Regions from separate parts of the Drosophila melanogaster genome. Here region 2 is linked to region 1. A link is a contact called in public Hi-C data. All regions are on one chromosome and are shown on one strand. The core of a region is the stretch at or near the end of the contact, and the rest is flanking DNA. Distances in the headings are between cores, read along the strand shown.

Evidence for each region. A called contact is a pair of places that touch in the nucleus more often than the background predicts.
Region 2: a contact with region 1 is called in a Hi-C map of the Kc167 cell line, with 1.8 times the contacts expected there. A contact is called at or near these places in 5 of 107 Hi-C or Micro-C datasets (the Kc167 cell line, embryo, eye imaginal disc and 1 more).

The regions. Positions count from the first base shown.
Region 1 is chr2L:18,828,612-18,834,238 of dm6, reverse strand. It overlaps ScpX (Sterol carrier protein X-related thiolase), which reads right to left and starts at 3,010. Exons shown (of 5, transcript NM_079976.6): 1 at 2,853-3,010; 2 at 2,193-2,516; 3 at 1,943-2,133; 4 at 995-1,878; 5 at 609-934. The coding sequence starts at 2,897. The coding sequence ends at 744. CG17597 reads left to right here and starts at 3,086. Exons shown (of 5, transcript NM_001299137.1): 1 at 3,086-3,385; 2 at 3,482-3,699; 3 at 3,779-4,102; 4 at 4,162-4,352; 5 at 4,503-5,227. The coding sequence starts at 3,655. The coding sequence ends at 5,166. It overlaps Ugt36E1 (UDP-glycosyltransferase family 36 member E1), which reads right to left. Exons shown (of 4, transcript NM_165265.3): 4 at 5,180-5,627. The coding sequence ends at 5,375. It overlaps CG10600, which reads left to right. Exons shown (of 8, transcript NM_136069.4): 8 at 1-529.
Region 2 is chr2L:20,731,889-20,737,192 of dm6, reverse strand. It overlaps Fs(2)Ket (Female sterile (2) Ketel), which reads right to left and starts at 2,282. Exons shown (of 7, transcript NM_001259182.2): 1 at 2,103-2,282; 2 at 1,763-1,940; 3 at 849-1,090; 4 at 1-775. The coding sequence starts at 1,820. TM9SF2 (Transmembrane 9 superfamily protein member 2) reads left to right here and starts at 2,884. Exons shown (of 5, transcript NM_001273708.1): 1 at 2,884-3,267; 2 at 4,177-4,371; 3 at 4,433-5,304. The coding sequence starts at 3,130.

The sequences.
Region 1 (5,627 bases), core at 1,761-4,260:
CCATTTATTTTGAAAATTGTTATTCCTTGTTCTGCGATATTGAGCAGCCACAGTTTTGTGCGAACTGAGTGAAATCTCATCCAGTGCCCAGAGATCTTCCTTTGTATATAGCCAAAAGCTTATATGTAGTCCTAAACTTCACATACAAACACCCTTATATTTGATAACGAAACATAGGTTTATAAGCTAAATATGCGGCACTTGATAGAAATGTAGTTTTTTAATTTATTTACACCACCAACCACACCGCAAGCACTTTTTAGATACAACAATTGAAAGTTTTTTAATGCAGGCTGGTACACTGAGCTGTTATAGTGTGTATTTTTAAAAGGCATGCACCTATTGGCCAGAGACACTCGTTCTCCTTATAACAATACATTTAAAGGTCCCAGTTTGATTTCCTTCTCAACAACTTTTTTGAAAAGTGTTTTAAAAGTGCGTAGAACAATACACACATTGATAATTACTATATATATATATACCATATATAACTTTAGGACTAAGACAGCTTACACGTTGAAGAAACAATAAAGATTCGGATCGTACAAAATTAGAAAATGCTTTTGATTAAATTAATTTGGCAAACCCCAAAAAAAAAATTAATCTTTCGATTACGAAAATAACAGTTTAATCTAGAGAAATAATACAAAAGTCGTATAAAAAGCGTATGCTGGATATATTCATATAACTAGGTTTAACAGATCCAAAGCCACCAAGATGCTGCATTGCACAAGAAGAGGAGCCTATAGCTTGGAGCGCAGCTCCTCGATCCTGCCTTGGGCGGATCGCTGCAGGTCCATCAGTTTCATGGCAAAGCCCATGTTGCCCTGGATCTTGATCTTGCCCTGGAAAAAGGCCTTCTGTGGTGGCAGCTTTCCTGTTAGCAGCTCAAAGACATCATCGTCGCTAATGATAAAGGTAACGTCACATTTTTCTGCAATAGAAAACCGAACACAGTATCAGTAATTTGCTTTATAAAGTGGAATGTGCTCACGTGTTCCATTGAAGATGATCTTTCCCTTGCCCTGCTTGGCATCAATTACCCAGAAACCGGTCTGTCCATTGGGTCCGTTGTTGACCTTAAAGCCGTAAATGGCGCGCACCTTTTCGATCAGATTGTCCTTATCCTCCTGCATGGCCTGCTCCAATAGTTTCAGCAGGGGCGCAACCTTAAAGCCATCCTCACTGGTAGCAGCCTTGCCCGCAGCGGTCAGATTGCGAACCACGCTGTTGGCAGCTGGGAAACCCAGACGATACAAGGCAACCACAACGGCACCACCCAGTCCCAGATTGTGCTGCAAAGCCAACTGAGCATTGGGCACCTGGCGCTTCTCAGCCAATCCACGGAGCTGCCAGCAGAGCTCAGCACATTGTGCCAGACCCGTGGCGCCCAGAGGATGGCCCTTCGAGATCAGACCACCACTGGGGTTGACCACGAACTTGCCACCGTAGGTGTTGTCTCCAGCGTCGATGAACTCGCCGGCGTTGCCCTCTCCACACAGTCCAAGTGCCTCATACGTGATCAACTCGTTGGCCGAGAAGCAATCGTGCAGTTCCACAACCTGGACATCCTGGGGCTTGTACCCACTCTTTGCGAACAGACGCTGGGTGGCCAGACGGGTCATATCGGTTCCAGCAATCTTCATCAAGCTCTTGTCGGCAAAGGTGGACGCCGGGTCACTGGCCATCTCCATGCCTACAATTTCGACAGCCTGCTTTTCCAATCCGTGGCGACGCACGAAGGCCTCGGAGGCGAGAATGGCAGCTCCAGATCCATCGGAAGTGGGACAACACTGCAGCTTGGTCAGCACTCCCTCCACAACCTGGGGCGACTTCATAATCTGCTCCAGGGTGTATTCATCGCGGAACTGCGAGTAGCTAAGCGGATGAAATATGTCCGAAGATTAGATAAGGCATTGCAATGATTATAGTTAACTCTTACGGATTATTGACGGAGTGCTTGTGGTTCTTCCAAGCGATCTTGCCGAAATGCTCGGGCTTAGTGCCATACTTCTTCATGTGCTCCTTGCCGGCATTGCCGAAGATCTGGGCAGCCATTGGGCCAGCTCCGATCTCGGCCAGCTCACCCATCTCGGTGATGTGACGCTCCATGGGATTGGCGCGATCAAAGTACTATTAGAGAGTAAAATATTGGATTAGTAATCGGTTTTTTAAGGAATGCAATCTTGTACCTTGGAGGACAGGGATCCACGCTCCATCTTTTCAAATCCCAAAGCCAGGACGCAATCTGCGTTTCCGCTCTCCACGATCTGCTTGGCCAAATACAAAGCACTGGATCCCGTGGAGCAGTTGTTGTTGACGTTATAGACCGGAATGCCGGTCATTCCGACCTCGTAGATGGCCCGCTGTCCGCAGGTGGAGTCTCCATAAACGTAGCCGGCCACCGCCTGCTGCACTTCCTCGTACTTGATGCCCGCATCCTGGAGAGCTTTTGTGATGGCCTCCCTAGCGAAATCCGGGTAGCACACATCAGCTTGGCGACCGGGCTTCTCGAACTGCAGAGGGAACACGAAAGCAGGGTTTTTGTTACCAGATTCTCAGAGATTGACATGGTCAGCCCAGTGTAATAAAATCCTAATCGTGCCACTCCAGGGGGCAAAGGACTGATTCTGATAGTCGTTATAATAATTATATTTATGATAATAGCATGGGGACAAAATCATTCGAGAGCAGATTAGCGTACGAAGTGCAGCGCAGTTCAAAGTCCGGCAATCGCTTAAGATTGCTCAATATTAAAGCTAATTGCAAGTTACCAAAGCTGCTCTTTGAATTCTTTGTCTTGGTTTTGTTTATGTTTATCCTCTCAGATGGCTAATTCGTGGAACACACACCTTGGTCATGCCCACACCGACAACGTACACACGGGTCTTCGACATTTTGCAGCTACAGGATCGCGAGTAAAACAGGTAATACCACAACTAGTGCTCAAGAGCAATTAACTAAATGTTAAAATGAATGGCGATTGTTGGCGATATTAGGAGGCTTAAGCCTTCATACGACTGAACCTATCGGGCTATCGATACCGATTTCCACAGGGTGACCACATTGCCATAACAAAAAATTTAGGGAAGCGAATATTCAAGTACGCGCCCTGCGTACATATGTGCAGCCCTGAATAAAGTGAATGCAGTTTATTTTTTTTATACAAATAAATATCTATAAGAAATTGAAATAGCCATAAAAACCAAGTCAATGGAAAAATTCGACCATTAAATGAGTTATTTTTTGCAACGCTCATGGCCTCTTATTTGAGTCCACAGTTTTGGAGGCATTGAAAAATATCAAAGCGGTGTATCATAGCTGGTAGCCCTGTTGATAGTGCTGTCATATTTAGCGCTTTTAAACTTATAAACAAACAAGGAAAGTGCTCTTATAAGCATTATTACATTATTATTAGACTTTCTAAAAGATAGAGATTCCCACCAAATGCTTATGTTGTATGCACGTTTCTCGTTTACAGATGCATATTTATGAACTGCATAGAAGGTGAACAACAAATTTAACGGGAAACAAGCTGAACCGACAGATCTAGCCTTATCATATCTATCGTATATAAGTCCGCAACCTGTTGATCCACTTCAGTCGATACAGAAAGTCCAATCCGTGATCCCGCAAAGAACCAACAGCCGAAAAATGACCAAGACCAGAGTTTACGTTATCGGAGTTGGCATGACCAAGGTTCGTCTGCGAATGATTGACCTTTGTGCCGCCTTGGGTGTTAATATCTATCCGACCATCTCCTTCCAATTTCCTGCAGTTTGAGAAGCCCGGTCGCCGAGCTGATGCTTGCTACCCGGACTTCGCCAAAGAAGCCATCACCAAAGCTCTCCAGGATGCGGGAATCAAGTTCGAGGAAGTGCAGCAGGCGGTGGCCGGCTACGTTTATGGAGACTCCACCTGCGGACAGCGGGCCATCTACGAGGTCGGAATGACCGGCATTCCGGTCTATAACGTGAACAACAACTGCTCCACGGGATCCAGCGCACTGTATTTGGCCAAGCAGATCGTAGAGAGCGGAAACTCCGAATGCGTCCTGGCTCTGGGATTCGAAAAGATGGAGCGTGGATCATTGTCCGCAAAGGTACACGAGTCCACTTCTAAAAAATCCAATTACTGATCCATTATTTGCTCTTCTAATAGTACTTTGATCGCGCAAATCCCATGGAGCGCCACATCACCGAGATGAGTGAGCTGACCGAGATCGGGGCTGGTCCAATGGCTGCCCAGATCTTCGGCAACGCCGGCAAGGAGCACATGAAGAAGTATGGCACTAAGCCCGAGCATTTCGGCAAGATCGCTTGGAAGAACCACAAGCACTCCGTCAATAATCCGTAAGTTTAGTCGAAAGTTCACCTTACGCGTGTGCTTATCTTATCGCTGAAAACAGAGAAATAAGTAGACCGTAGACCGTCAACCACTCGGTATTGCATGCAGCTGATCCTCATTCACGCCACTTCATTTCTCTCCATTGTTTCTTTTAGCTACTCGCAGTTCCGCGATGAATACACCCTGGAGCAGATTATGAAGTCGCCCCAGGTTGTGGAGGGAGTGCTGACCAAGCTGCAGTGCTGTCCCACTTCCGATGGATCTGGAGCTGCCATTCTCGCCTCCGAGGCCTTCGTGCGTCGCCACGGATTGGAAAAGCAGGCTGTGGAGATTGTGGGCATGGAGATGGCCAGTGACCCGGCGTCCACCTTTGCCGACAAGAGCTTGATGAAGATTGCTGGAACCGATATGACCCGTCTGGCCACCGAGCGTCTGTTCGCCAAGAGTGGGTACAAGCCCCAGGATGTCCAGGTGGTGGAACTGCACGATTGCTTCTCGGCCAACGAGTTGATCACGTATGAGGCACTTGGACTGTGTGGAGAGGGCAAGGCCGGCGAGTTCATCGACGCTGGAGACAACACCTACGGTGGCAAGTTCGTGGTCAACCCCAGTGGTGGTCTGATCTCGAAGGGCCATCCTCTGGGCGCCACGGGTCTGGCACAATGTGCTGAGCTCTGCTGGCAGCTCCGTGGATTGGCTGAGAAGCGCCAGGTGCCCAATGCTCAGTTGGCTCTGCAGCACAATCTGGGACTGGGTGGTGCTGTTGTGGTTGCCTTGTATCGTCTGGGTTTCCCGGGTGCGGCCAAGGCCAAATTGTAAGGGATGGGATCTTGATTTTGTAAATATTTTTATTAAACGGGAACTGCTTTATATAAAACTTAAACTGGTTCTTGCCAATTCTGTTCTGGTAAAATGTATTTTGGTTTCTAATAATGTATCACACGTATTTGACTTAGCAATCTATTGTTTCATAGTTTAAATCCAAAGGTAATTCTTGAAAACCAAAACAGTAATCTATTGATTGGGCTTATTTGCGTTTTAGTTTGCGGTCACCTTTGGGTTCCCTTCTTTTAAACATTCGGATTAGTCCCAAGAGCGTGATCACAGGTAGTAGCAGGCTTAGGGCCACGACCGAGTAGACATCCAAGGAGTAGTAAACAAAGCGGGAGAGATGCACGGCACTTGGTTGGGTCAGAGGAGCTCCTTTCGTCTCCGCCACATGTTCCACCCACCAAATGGCCGTCTCCAAGGGACCTTGGATGCGGTTGTTGTACGATGAG
Region 2 (5,304 bases), core at 1,033-3,532, 1.9 Mb before region 1:
TGAGGCAAACGGAGGCGGCCTTCGCCGGGCTCCAGGTGTCCTCGTCATCGCACTCGTCCTGCTTGGTTAATTTCTCGACGAGCACAGGCGTCAGGAACTGCAGAGCACCTCGAGCATAGTGCTTGGACACTCTCTGCGGAGCGCGGCCCTGATCAGTGGCCTCCTGGCTTTCGATGGCCAGATCTATCTCCTCATCGCAGACGTTCGACCAGAACTCTATGCCCTGCAGCGCTACAGCATCGTTATCAGACTTCATGGCCGCCAAAGTAATAGGGAAAAGAGCCTGTGCCATGTAGGGCTCCATGTACTGGTAATAAAGGGTCATAATCTTCACCAGGCACTGCAGAGCGGCAACGCAGATTTGCGAGTCCTGGCACTGAGTGGCCTCGCACACCACCTCCATGATGAAGTTGCGCTCCATGTCTTTCTCAAAGTTCGATTTGGTGAACTCCAACGAGTTGTGAAGGGCCGTGGTGGCCGCCAAGCGTACATGATTGCTCGGCTCTACCTTTCTCATGCCGTGAATAATAGCAGTCAGCACATCGTTCGACTGGTTCTCCATGACGCCGAAACGAATGTCCTGGCAAATGTAGCCAATGGCCTCCAGCGCCGACTCGCGATGCATCTCGCTGGATCCTTCGCTGACCACCTTGTTCACCAGTGTCTGGATGAGCATGGGCCAGCGGTTTATCGGCAGCTCAATCACGGCCACATAGGCCACGCACTGGGCGGCGCAGGAGGGTCGGGTGTTCTCGGTACCCAAAGCAGCCAGGATCTGAAAGTAAGTCGCAGTTATTCAGTGCCAATTGTACAAGTCATATGTTTCAACATCAGCGTATGTAACTTACGTTATTCTTGATCAACTCGCGGATCTCGCTGGGAAACTGATGCCAGCGATCCTGGTACTGTTGGCTGACCTTCTCGTCCTTGCTGGTCAGGTGGTTCTTCAGCTGGAGACCGGCTGCCATTCGCGCCACCGCACTGTTGGCCGTGTTCACCAGTATCTCTGACAGCGCCTTGAGAAACTCGGGCAGGTTGCTGGCCGCCGCCTGCTCCAGAAAGTTCTTCGCCGATAGCAGCTCATTTTTGTCTGAAAATGCGTCATTTGGTTGGTTAGACATTTTTAATTTCCAATTATGTCAACGAAAGATTTTATTTGTGGGCCTACACACGCCCACCATTTTGGGTCGGCTTAAAGCTTTGGTATCAGGCCATTGAATTTTACAACAATTGACTTTTGGGAATGTGAAGGCAAGATAGGAACTTTTAGGCAAGGCGTATATAGTGAGAATATTGTTTAATAAGAATACAATAGATGGTGAAAGAAGTGTGTGCATATGAAGAGCTAAGCAGTAAGGTCTAGTAATGAATTGTAGCGGTGGAGCATAAAATCTTCAGGCAAGGGGCAAGTTTGCAGGCATTCCTTATCAGCAACCGGAAGAACTGGCCGCCAAGCATACGGTGGTGACTCCGAAGCGACGCCTCATCGATTCCTAGAGTTAGTGAGGTTATGTCGCAGGCGGTTCGTACATCCTTAATTGTAGGAGCGCAAGCATTGCGAATACATACAGACGCGCCGCCAAGTTTCCCTTGGAGTATGTACGTGGATGCACATGTGTGCGGAGGCCCCTAGCAACCAAACATATGCGAGCGCCTATTGCAACCCTGCGCAACATATAACGCGCGTCCCTCCCGCCAATCGAAGAAAAATCCATATTTTTCGGATCTATACACACACGTTTGTAGCAGTGGGGAAACTCACCTGGCGACACCGTCTTTTCCAAAATGGCAATCAATTGCATGGCGATATCGGAAGTCATGTCTTCGCTCTTTTCCTCTCTATATGATTTCTACTTCACTTTCCGTTTCTTTCTGCAGCTCGTGCGTCTGTGTGGGTGATGGAATTTTTGCGTAATTACTAGACAACACTAGTCTGTCGGCTGCAAATGGTGGAGACAAAAGAGTTAAAGTTATTGGGCTGCTCCGCTGAAGCTGGCGATTTTATTTCGACAGGTTGCAACACCTTGATTGTCAAAAGAATTGATTTTTTCGCACACACGCACACAACAAGCGCGTTCAGTAGAACTCTTCATTCTACTCACATTGTTGTTTGGTTATTTTTCGGGAACGGTAAAAAAGCGCGGGATTCCTAACGGCGATTTTCTTAGTTATTATTATAAGCCTATTTAATGGTGGCAGAACCTTTATCTGCTCTTCGGGAAGTGCAGGCAATATATTTCTTGTGTCTCCGATTTGAAATAGAGCTGAAACGAATGTCGATTTTTATTTGATAGCACTGAGTTTCGATGAAAAAGGCGACACCTATTCGATTGCTTTATTCGAACTATCGATAATTTTTAAATCTAATAACGTATTAATTAAATATTCTTAAATGCGTAGGAAATGTGCAACCATTTGACAAAATATATTATTAGTCAGGAACGATAAGACCAAAATACTTACTACTTGTATTAAAACGCGTTTGCCTCCCCAAAAATCAATCGTTAAATTTGAATGATTGTGCTTATCGAAAATTTTCATATTCAAAGATAAGCACGGAAGCAAAACCTCGAACGAACTAAATAATCGAATACTTTGACTTAAGAGTCGTAGGTAAAAAACTAACAAATGAACAAAATTTGATTACTATATTAAGAAACAGTGGATAAAAATAGTAATATCTTAGAAGTATCACACGTATACGTGTGTATATTGGTTGCATTCGCTTACTGAACAGGGGAATTAATTAATTTAAATATAAAAGTTTATTAAGTCTACCAAATTTCGTTTTGCACGTAATAATAATAAGAGCTAAAGGTTTTCGCGGTAATATTTAGCTTTGCAAATGCTGGTAGTTTTTTTGTCAGCCAGTTGGCAGCCCTCTCAGCTGTACTAGGTGGCAACGCTGCTACAGTGCTGACGTTCGGCAAAAAAGAGGAAACGTAGTAAAAACACTCGAAAAACTCCGTATATTCCGATAAATATCCAGATAGTACGGTTTGTGCGTGGCCCGCCGATCCGGAAAGTGTGGCAGAGAATCGCGGACACGGCCACGTTGTGATTACAACCCGTACAAGTAAAGGAAGAAGGTCTGCTACTCCTGCCGTTCGTTGGTTACCCCAATTCGAGATGATCCTGCTATCCGGACTTCTGCCGCTCCTGGGCGTCGTTCTCTTGCACCTTGCGACCCCGACACAGGCCTTCTATCTGCCCGGACTGGCACCGGTCAATTTCTGCAAGAAAACCGACGTCTCATCCACATGCAAGGTAGGTGTATACGTATGTGCAGAAGTGCAGATGTACATATGTACGTAGATAGTGGGTGTGTTTGCCCCACGCCCGCCACAATTAGCAAAGGCACTGGAACTAGTTATGTACATTGGTTCTATATTCCTCTAATGGTGGTCACAGGCGGAAGCACTGATAAGCGCAGTAACTAGTTATATGTGGGGTCCATATGTGGCCCTCTATCTCAACTTCTGCTGACGTTGCCTACGCCAGCTCTCTTTCCTAGCGACAGCTAGATGGGAGTTCTAATGTTGGTTCAGCTGGCTCGCGAATGCGATTTCGGGGGCTCCCGACCTTAAGAATCTTAACATAGTGGCGGCTAACCAATAATTGAACCAGGGAACGCGGTTAGCTTGTCATGCTTCCTTGCATTATGTTTGGGTTATTTTCTTTTTAGTAATAATAGTATAACACAATAACAATATAAATTCAGGACAAAGTATAATTTTTAGTTTGATATCCCAAATAGATGGGGTTAGCCCTTTTAAAAGATGACCTAACTATTGGATGATAAAGCGTGAGCTATTGGTTTTGTTTGCTTCATCTTATCTTTAAACAAATCTAAACAACTTTTTAATATACCCGTAGGTCAAGAAATCCTAATCGGTTTATACGCCCTTAAATTAGACGTTGCCCAATGATAAGAATTAATTAAGGTGTTTCACATTCAATTGTTTCTAACAATCTAAGAGAGCTTTTTGATAAGATAAATTTCTAAGAACCCAAAGTAAAAGCAAATTACGGGGTCAAATTATCGAACGCATTTGCAAACTTTTGGAATTTTTACCAAACTTTAATAATTATTTCCACGATAAGATTAAAATACACTAGTATTATCAACAGTTGTCAATCCAATTGATTGATCTAATTCCTGATTATCTTCTTCAGTCGGAAATCTTGTTGTACGTCAACCGCTTAAACACTGAGGAATCCGTAATACCCTATGAGTACCATCACTTCGACTTTTGTTTGGGCGAGGAGCAGAACTCACCGGTGGAGAATCTGGGACAGGTTGTGTTCGGAGAGCGAATTCGTCCAGGACCCTATAAAATTCAGTTCTTGGAAAACCAGCAATGTGCGACCGTAAGATTAAACAGTTTTAACGCATTACCAACATAATGATTTAATGACTCTTCGTATTTAGACCTGTGTCAAGACTTACAAAGGAGACGATCCGGCTAGCAACCGTCGTATGATGGTTCTTAAGAAAGGAATCAGCTTGAACTACCAACATCATTGGATTGTGGACAACATGCCGGTTACATGGTGCTACCCACTGGAGAACGGCAAGCAATACTGCGGAATTGGTTTTCCCATGGGTTGTCTAGTTCGCAGTGATGGCGAGGGTTGTCCCATCAACTCTATATATAACCAGCCAATGCATTATTATCCATTCAACCATGTGGATCTCGAGATTACTTATCACAGTGGACAGTCGGAGGACTGGGGAATTCAGTTCGGCAACAGTGGACGCATAATCTCTGTAAAAGTGACTCCCAAATCTATTAAGCACACCGATAAGGAAAACCCCAATTGCTTGAGCACAGAGCCACTGGCAATCAGTGAGAACTCTTTAAAGGCTGGAGAACAGCTGGAAATTGTCTACACGTACAGCGTGAAGTTTGTAAAGAACGATTCTATCAAATGGTCATCACGTTGGGACTACATTTTGGAATCCATGCCGCACACGAATATCCAGTGGTTCTCCATTCTCAACTCCCTGGTTATTGTCCTTTTCCTGAGTGGCATGGTGGCAATGATAATGCTGCGTACGTTGCACAAAGATATAGCCCGCTATAATCAGATGGATAGCGGTGAGGATGCCCAGGAGGAGTTTGGCTGGAAACTGGTACATGGTGATGTGTTCAGGCCGCCGCGGAAGGGCATGCTGTTGTCGGTATTCCTGGGTTCGGGTGTACAGGTGCTTGTGATGGCCATGATCACCTTAGCATTTGCCTGCCTGGGATTCTTGTCCCCAGCCAATCGGGGAGCCCTGATGACCTGTTCCATGGTCTT